Regions from separate parts of the Anas platyrhynchos genome. Here region 2 is linked to region 1. A link is a contact called in public Hi-C data. All regions are on one chromosome and are shown on one strand. The core of a region is the stretch at or near the end of the contact, and the rest is flanking DNA. Distances in the headings are between cores, read along the strand shown.

Evidence for each region. A called contact is a pair of places that touch in the nucleus more often than the background predicts.
Region 2: a contact with region 1 is called in a Hi-C map of liver, with 2.1 times the contacts expected there. The contact joins the enhancer-like site here to the promoter of PLCL1 in region 1. A contact is called at or near these places in 3 of 8 Hi-C or Micro-C datasets (liver, skeletal muscle and subcutaneous adipose tissue).

The regions. Positions count from the first base shown.
Region 1 is chr7:38,669,615-38,673,350 of IASCAAS_PekinDuck_T2T, reverse strand. PLCL1 (phospholipase C like 1 (inactive)) reads right to left here and starts at 1,706. Exons shown (of 6, transcript XM_027461756.3): 1 at 1,244-1,706. The coding sequence starts at 1,495. It overlaps BOLL (boule homolog, RNA binding protein), which reads left to right and starts at 1,782. Exons shown (of 14, transcript XM_072040606.1): 1 at 1,782-1,860; 2 at 2,327-2,589; 3 at 3,713-3,736.
Region 2 is chr7:38,875,465-38,879,200 of IASCAAS_PekinDuck_T2T, reverse strand. LOC106017813 (a long non-coding RNA gene) reads right to left here. Exons shown (of 4, transcript XR_011810507.1): 1 at 1-3,736. Among named protein-coding and RNA genes, the nearest start is that of PLCL1, 210 kb to the right of the region's middle. Within about 2 kb of position 1,915, at least 1 of the 8 cell types and tissues checked has an H3K27ac peak or open chromatin away from gene starts, as enhancers often do.

The DNA of each region.
Region 1 (3,736 bases), core at 457-2,956:
TTTCTAATATGAGACCACTCAGTGATGGTCTCATGACCATTCAGACCGTACAGCGATGGTCTGCAATAGTTTTCTAGTTTCCAGACCAGATTTACATACAGGCATCTTTTGTTCTAACGCTTCCTATAAACTGCATTGTCGCCCTGTAACATAACGCTCAAGATCAGCCGCATCCCCCTTTGCTATTATTTCACCAGGCTAAGCAAGCCATGCTCACATAGCATTCAATCCCTTGACCTTAGAAACCCATGCTAGTTATCCCTCTTACCACCTGTTTCAGTCTGAATGCATCATTTCTAAACACATGAAACAGATTTTACCCAGTATTTCACATGCAGCCTTACCAGTTCCTTACTTAACATTAATACTTTCTCATCTGTCAGAAATATCTCTGTCAATTAACACCATCCCAGGATGCATCTCAAGAAATTTTCTCCAGCTGGAAGATACATCTCTATCCTCAATAATATTTCTAAATGTCAACCTATAGTGAAAATGCCACACATTTAACAACCATTAAAGTGTATCTGCCATTCCTGACAGTTCGTAGAGCCAGTGTCGTCTGCAGAAGCAACGCGTGCCTGCATTTGCATCCAAGACTGCGCATTTCCAACTCCCAAAACCTTCACACAGTTCCAGGAGGGAACTGGGTTTCTGCCCCACAACACTTCCAGAACTTTGGTCCTGATTTAGCAAAGCATCTGTGTGTTTGGGGAACTTCAGACTGGAAGCGTTCCCATCGCCTTCACTGGATGCTTCTAGAGACCAAAAGCCACTCTTCGACGCTTTGTTGGGCTCGATGCTTAATGCTGCGAGGTGGAACTTCCCGAGGACCCTCACACTTAACTACCCGGCTCTCCTCTAATTGTCAAAGCGTTAAAATGAAGAAGAAAAAAAAAAAGAAAAAAAGCAAAAAGCAGGCGTTTTGTTTATCCACCCCTCGGCACGGCTGTTCCAAGTTCGCAGCGCCCAGCCCGCGCTCTTTGCCTCAGGCACGGAACCGGGGCTGAGCCCGGGGCTTTGCCACCTTCACCAGCCGCCGGCTGCGGGCAGCCCCGCAGCGAGGCGGCACCGCCCGGCAAAGGGAGCCCCGCACGGCCCCGGCAGCGCTCGGCCGGGGGCCGCCTCCCCACAGCCCGTCAGGGAGACAAAGGCGCCCGGAGCCCTCCCGCCTGCGCTGAGGCGGCCGCGGCCGGGCCGGGCACCCCCGGGGCCGCCGTCGGGGCCCGCGTCCCGCCCTTACCTTGATGATGCTGCTGCGCCGCGGGGCGGCCCGGGCCGCCTCCAGGAGGCCGGCGTCGGGCTCCGGGGCTGCCGCCGGCCCCGGGCTGCCGCCGGGGAAGCGCTCGGCGGCCCCGACGGCCGGCACCCCGCTGCGGCGCTCCCGCCTCCTGCCCGCCGCCGCCTCGTGAGGGGCCGCCTCGGGCTCCTCGTCGGCGCGGGGAGCGGCGTCGGGGGGCGCCGGCTGCTCCCGGCCGCCCGCGGCTTCTGCCATCGCTCCGCCGGGGCACGGCACGGGGCGGGACGGGGCTGGACGGGACGGGGCTGGGCTGGGGGACTCGGGCTGCGCGGCCGGCGGCGCTGCCCTCAGCGAGCGGCTCCTGCCCGCTGCGGGGCCATCCCCGAGGGCGGCCCCGGGGCCGGCGGCGGGAGCGGGGCTGCAGGGAGCGCGGCGGCGGCGGCGGCCCCGCGCCGCTCTGACAGGAGCCCGGGCGTGTTGTGACAGGCGGCGATGACGGACGGCGCGCCCGGCCACTCAGCGCCGCGCAACCCGCCCCGGGGGCGCCGCCGCGGCCAATGGGCGTGGCGAGGGGGCGTGCCCGCGGGCCGGGCGCGCGGGGGAGAGCGGCCGCGGGGCAGGTGAGCGCTGCGCCGGCCGTGCCCGCGGGGCGCTTGCGGGGCGCTCGCTGCAGCGCGCGGCGCGGGAAGGCGGCGCGGGCAGCGCGCGCTGAGGGGCCGGGCGGGAGGGGGGCGCCAGGGGGAGCCCCCTCAGCAGCCGCCGAGCCTCCGCCGCGTAGCGCCCGCCTCACGCCGAGCCCGCAGCGGCCCCTGGCGGCCGGCCGGGCCCCGAGCGCCGCCGGGAGGGCGGGGGGGAGGCTGCACCTGCCGCGGGGCTGCCCCAGGGGGTCGGGCAGGGGGGCGTGAGGCAGCTCCTGAGCTCTGGTGGCTCTTACACAGGCTCTGGGTCATGCTGGTAACTCCGCGGTGAAAAAGAAGAGAGTTTCTGACAAGGCTGCTGCGGCATTTGCCACACTCAAGGCGAGGAAATGCTAAATGGGGCAGGTGGAAACCCCACCTGACTTTTTTTTTCTCTCATGCCCTTCAGCTTTGTTTTGTTTTCCATCGGGAAAGGCCACAGAATGCGTAACCCTGGAAGAAAATAAAAAAATACACTGAAGAAATGCTGATCGTTAAATACAGGAGAGAACAAAGTAGTACGGGAGTGGAAGACTCGGTTGCGGTGCACTCGGTTTGTTACCCAAGCGCCTTACAGGGGGGGGAAAAACATTAACAAAAGCTTGTGGTTGTGTAGCTCCGTACAGTCACACAAACTAACCTAAGGAAACTAACTTAAAGATGACGGAAAAGGTAATTACAATGCAGTGTGCTATCAGGAAGAATTATTAACACAGCTTTTTCATGCATTTTGTGCACGCATTTGAAGTTTAATCACCAGATTAATTATTTGGAAACAGCCAAGTGCTGTCATAGCTGCAGCCAACTTCATCCTTTCGAGGGTATTTCTTAACATTTCAAATTAGAGATTTATCTGTCTTCTCCAGATATGTCTGCAGAAAGAATGAAAAAATGCGCTTGTCTTCTGAGATCAGAAGTTCAAAGTCATGTCATTGTCACCTTAAACGATAACCTTTGATATCTGACATCTCTAATGGAAAAGGGTCTGCAAGCATCCTGAAGTTTGTAAGTTTCATAAACATCAAACCTATGGGGAACACAGACAAATTGTATCTGTTTTGTCCCCAGGATGCAGAGGTTGTACAGCTAACAGGGGGTTCAGTAAAACTTCTCTCCAGAAGATAATAAAACATTAACTATTTTTAGTGCTATATTTCTGACTGCACAGCTCTGGATGCCTTTAACATGTCTGTATCTATTGCTGTTCCCAAATACGAAGAACCAGGAATTTGAGAGGAAAGAGCAACTGGTTTTGATGCTTTTCAATATCTTGTTTAAAAAATAAAAATAAAATAAAAAGTTAATAAAAGGAAGCTGTACCCTAAAAGCCTGTGTATAGGAAGTAAATAACAACAAAGAGATTGCTTGGTGCTGAGTGTATTTATCAGATATCTGTAGTAGGCTGATCTGATGCAGTCCAGTGTTCCACAATTGCTTGTTTGTGATTGCTTGTATATGCTGGGGCTGGGGTCTGCACTGGAGCAGGCAGGGCAGGGACTCACAGCACCCCTGCCAGGGAGCACAAGATATCAGGCATCTCCATGGGGACGGGCTGAGGACAGACCAGGACAGCAAGTGGGATTAGAATCAGGCCTGGCAAGGTGAGCCAGGGCCAGACACAGCCCTGGACAGCCCAGCAGGGCCGTGCCCTCACAGCAGTATGGTGTGGAGGTTCAGACTTTACCCAAAAGGAAAGATCGAGAACATAATTGCAAGAATGCTTTATGCAACTTTGAAGTGATTAAATTCTTGTTTATTATATTATAGTTCACAATTTCTGTATTGAATCTTACAGGACATGGGGCTACATATTCAGGAC
Region 2 (3,736 bases), core at 666-3,165, 210 kb before region 1:
TTTTACTGGAGACAAAGATAAAGGATTTGCATGTTTTTACCTGTCTAGTTAAAGAAAGTTTTATCATTCCCTTGGTCATTCATAGCCAGTTTCAAATTTGCAATTCGGCTAGAAGACTAGCATTCTGCTCCATACTAGTCACAACCATTTGATTGTGCAAAAACTCCTCACTATTTCTACAATGGGTTGTGTAGAAAGCTCCTAATCCCACCATCCAGTATTTACTGCATTTTTAGCTTCAGGTTAGGCTACCATAGCCACCCCTAGTTTACAGAAATGAGAAGTACTCGTAGTCAGATATTCAACCTTAGCTTTTTCTCTCTTACATATACACCACATGCATATGTACCCACGCAACAGAATCTGCTACATTCAAAACACAGATGACCCAGTGAGTCATAAACATGTACTGAAGGAATTAAAACAGAGCTGTCATTCCCGAAACTGTAGGTCACGAAGCATGACTTTGTACTGGGCATTAGATGGGACCTTACCAACCCAATTTTCATGCTGCAGCATGCTCCAAAATACTCTGGTCTTACGGAGTTTGTGGTTCTCTGCTCACATTTACTCATAGTCTACACATGGAAGGAAGCAATATATAAAAGGGGAACCATAGAATCATAGAATATCCCAAGTTGGAAGAGACCCACAAGGATCATCTAGTCCAACTCCTGGGTCCCCAAAGGACCACCAAATAAATAAGACCACATGTCTGAGAGCATTATCCAAAGGCTTCTTGAACTCCACCAGACTTGGTACCATGAGTACTTCCCTGGGGCGCCTGCTCCAGTGCCTGACCACCCTCTTGGTGAAGAACATTTTCCTGATATCCAGCCTGAATCTCCCCTGTCATAGCTTCAAACCCAGAATACAGGCTGTTCTAGAGGAAAAAAGAAAAAAACAAAAAAAAATAATCACCTCTAGTAGAAAATAAGAGTTGATATCCGATATCCTATCTCCTCAACTGTTTTCCTCATGAAGGTGTACGCTGTGTTTCTCCATTTCATGATAAGCTGCAGAGCTCTATTCCTGATAGAGCAGAGCAGTATGCACAGGCTCAGAGTTACTTACAAGAGTCATTCTTGACAAAAGGGGAGGGAAAGAGGCTTCCTATAACTGGCAGATTTTTAGCAACTTCTGAAGTGGCTGGAACAAAAGACAGTTGTACAATTTTAAAACTGGAAAGCAGTATATGAAAGTCTGCTCACATCAGGAGCTCTGAATCTCCTCTTCAAGGGCTAAAGTCCTCTGAGTACTTGTTACAAGAAACTCTTGTTCCTTTTTCAATGTCTCTTGGCACTCTTTGTTTCCTATTTCAACCTGGGATTAATGCCAGTCTGTTCCTGAAGCTGTTTCAAACCTACAGACCATTTGTCAAACCTCTAAACCAGAGTATGTCTACAGTGCGGAGAAGTAGGGTAAAGTTAGCTCATGCTGAGTTCCATGGCTGGACTGCTCTGTGATATCCGAAGCACTGCATTCAACACTAGCTCAAGTACTTCTGTTCTCCTCTGCAACACAGGCACGCTCCCCATGCTTTGCAAAATCCGAAGACACAAAGCCTCTTTAAAAGGGAGTCTTGTACTCTCCATGAAAAATCATAAAGGAGGAATCATGGAAGCCCTTCATGGTCCATTTAACCTAAGACTTCTGTGGATTAATTTTTCATAATAGCTGAAAGCATGACAGGGTGTTGTCTGGAAGACTGGACACCACGTGCATCAGGGCACTGCGAAGGCCAGGAGCAGCGGGGTCACCCTTGGGGCTGGGTCTCACAGCCACAGCCCACCCCACCACCCCAGCCAGAAAGCAGGGAAGCCAGGAGGCAGCCCCAGTTCCCTGGGGATGGGAATAGGGATGGTGTAGGGAAGGCCTGGCTGGGACTCCCACTGAGTAACTCCCCGTGAGTGGGAGTTACGTTTAGGCTTGGTGAGGGCAACCAGAGGCAAGATTTTGGGGGTGGAAATAGGCTGAGGCTGGGTCAGGATGTCAGCCCACAGATCAGATCAGGCTCAGTGACCTGGTGGCCAGGCAGGGCAGGGCTGTGGCTGGAGCCCAGAAGTAACTCCGTATGCTTCTGGGGCTGTCACAGAGGCAGGACTGTGCAGCTTCCCAACACTAGACTGGATCCACATTTGAAAGTTTTAAAACACAATGAAGAAAAAATTATATATAAAGGACCAGCAGGAAATGAAGAGGCTTTTTTTTTTTTTCTTTTGGCAGGCAGAGGGCATACTCAGCCTAGACCTAAATATAGCCTTTCTGTCTGCTTAGGGACTATTTATTCTTTCTGTCTCCTGACACCGGTACACACAAAATCTATTTAACATTCAGCAGATGCAGCCCTTATACAAAAACATACACGCTGTTCCTGAGAAATCAGTAGTTGAGAAATCAGTAGTAATTTTAAGAATCCATCATTGTGCTGGGGGTGGAGAACCAGCCAGCAACACCATGGCAGAGTCATCCATGTCCCAGCAAGGAACCACACTTCTCCCCCAGGCACCTGAAACTGGCACTGGGAGCTGGGAAATAAGGTGGTCAGACTCAGCTGAGACACTGCTAGGGTAAAACTAATCAGCAGTTTTCTACCTGAGGACTTTCTCAATAAAACGCCGGACTATGCTCCCCTCCAAATCACTTTTTCTGTCAGCAAAGTCAGACCCACGGCTCCCTGCCCAGCTGCCTCTAAAGCTTTTTTAGTTTTCTTTCTGCCTCCAGGAAAATGGCCTTTTTTGGATCTTTGCAAGTATAATAACCACATGGAAAAAATAGCAGAAATGAACGTTTCAATGCTAAAGGGTTATTTTCCATACACAGAGACTCTGCTGTCAGTGATTAAATTAGCAGCCTTAATCTCAGCTCATATATTTATTAAAAGAGTTTCATTATATATTAAATAGTGCAGTGCACATATCCTCAATTTAATAACTATTCATCTGGTAAAAGTCTGACAGATCCTGAGCTATTAGAAGTGAACTATTTCACACAGAAGGTTTTGCCTATTTGCTGGCAAAACTTGTTACTGAGTGCGATGAGTTAATTTAAACATATACTGTTTGTAGCACAAAGAAACATTGTTCAACTTAATATTTACTATTATACCTTATTCCTTTGCAGTATCAAGTTTTTCTATAAAAAGGGGTCCCCACAGGTCAGTGGGTCTCCTAGATGCCTGAGGCCCTGTGGGTAGGTGTCCCCAGAGCCTCAGTCCCCATGAATCAGCATTACTCCAGTTGGCAGGGTCTTGTTGGACATGAGGGTCCCTGCCCCCAGGACATACTGGTGGTGCTGGAAGTGCTGACCCAGCTGTGCTTGCAGTCACTGCTGTGGGATGAGCCCAACTTTGATATCACCTGTGCATGGCCAAGGGGGCTACATGGACATGGTGGGGCTGGGGCACACAGCAGGGGCTGGAGCATGTTAGGAAGGAACTGTAGGTGGGATGCAGGATGGACTGGGACAGAGGGAAGACAGGAGGATACGGGAGGACACTGGGGGATGGAAAGGGGCAAGGTTACATGGCAACTCTAGGACCCCAGGGTGCTTTACTCTTTCCCAAAGCATCCCAATTCTAGATGTAGTGGTGTTTCAGGTTGGGCTACTGAGTGAGCACCCAGAGGTTTCATGGCCCTGCCAAATATCCATGGTAATGGAACAGGAGAAGAAAGATCAGTATGAGCACAGATGCAGGAAAATGTACCAGGGACAACTTCTCTAATGGATAATTGTC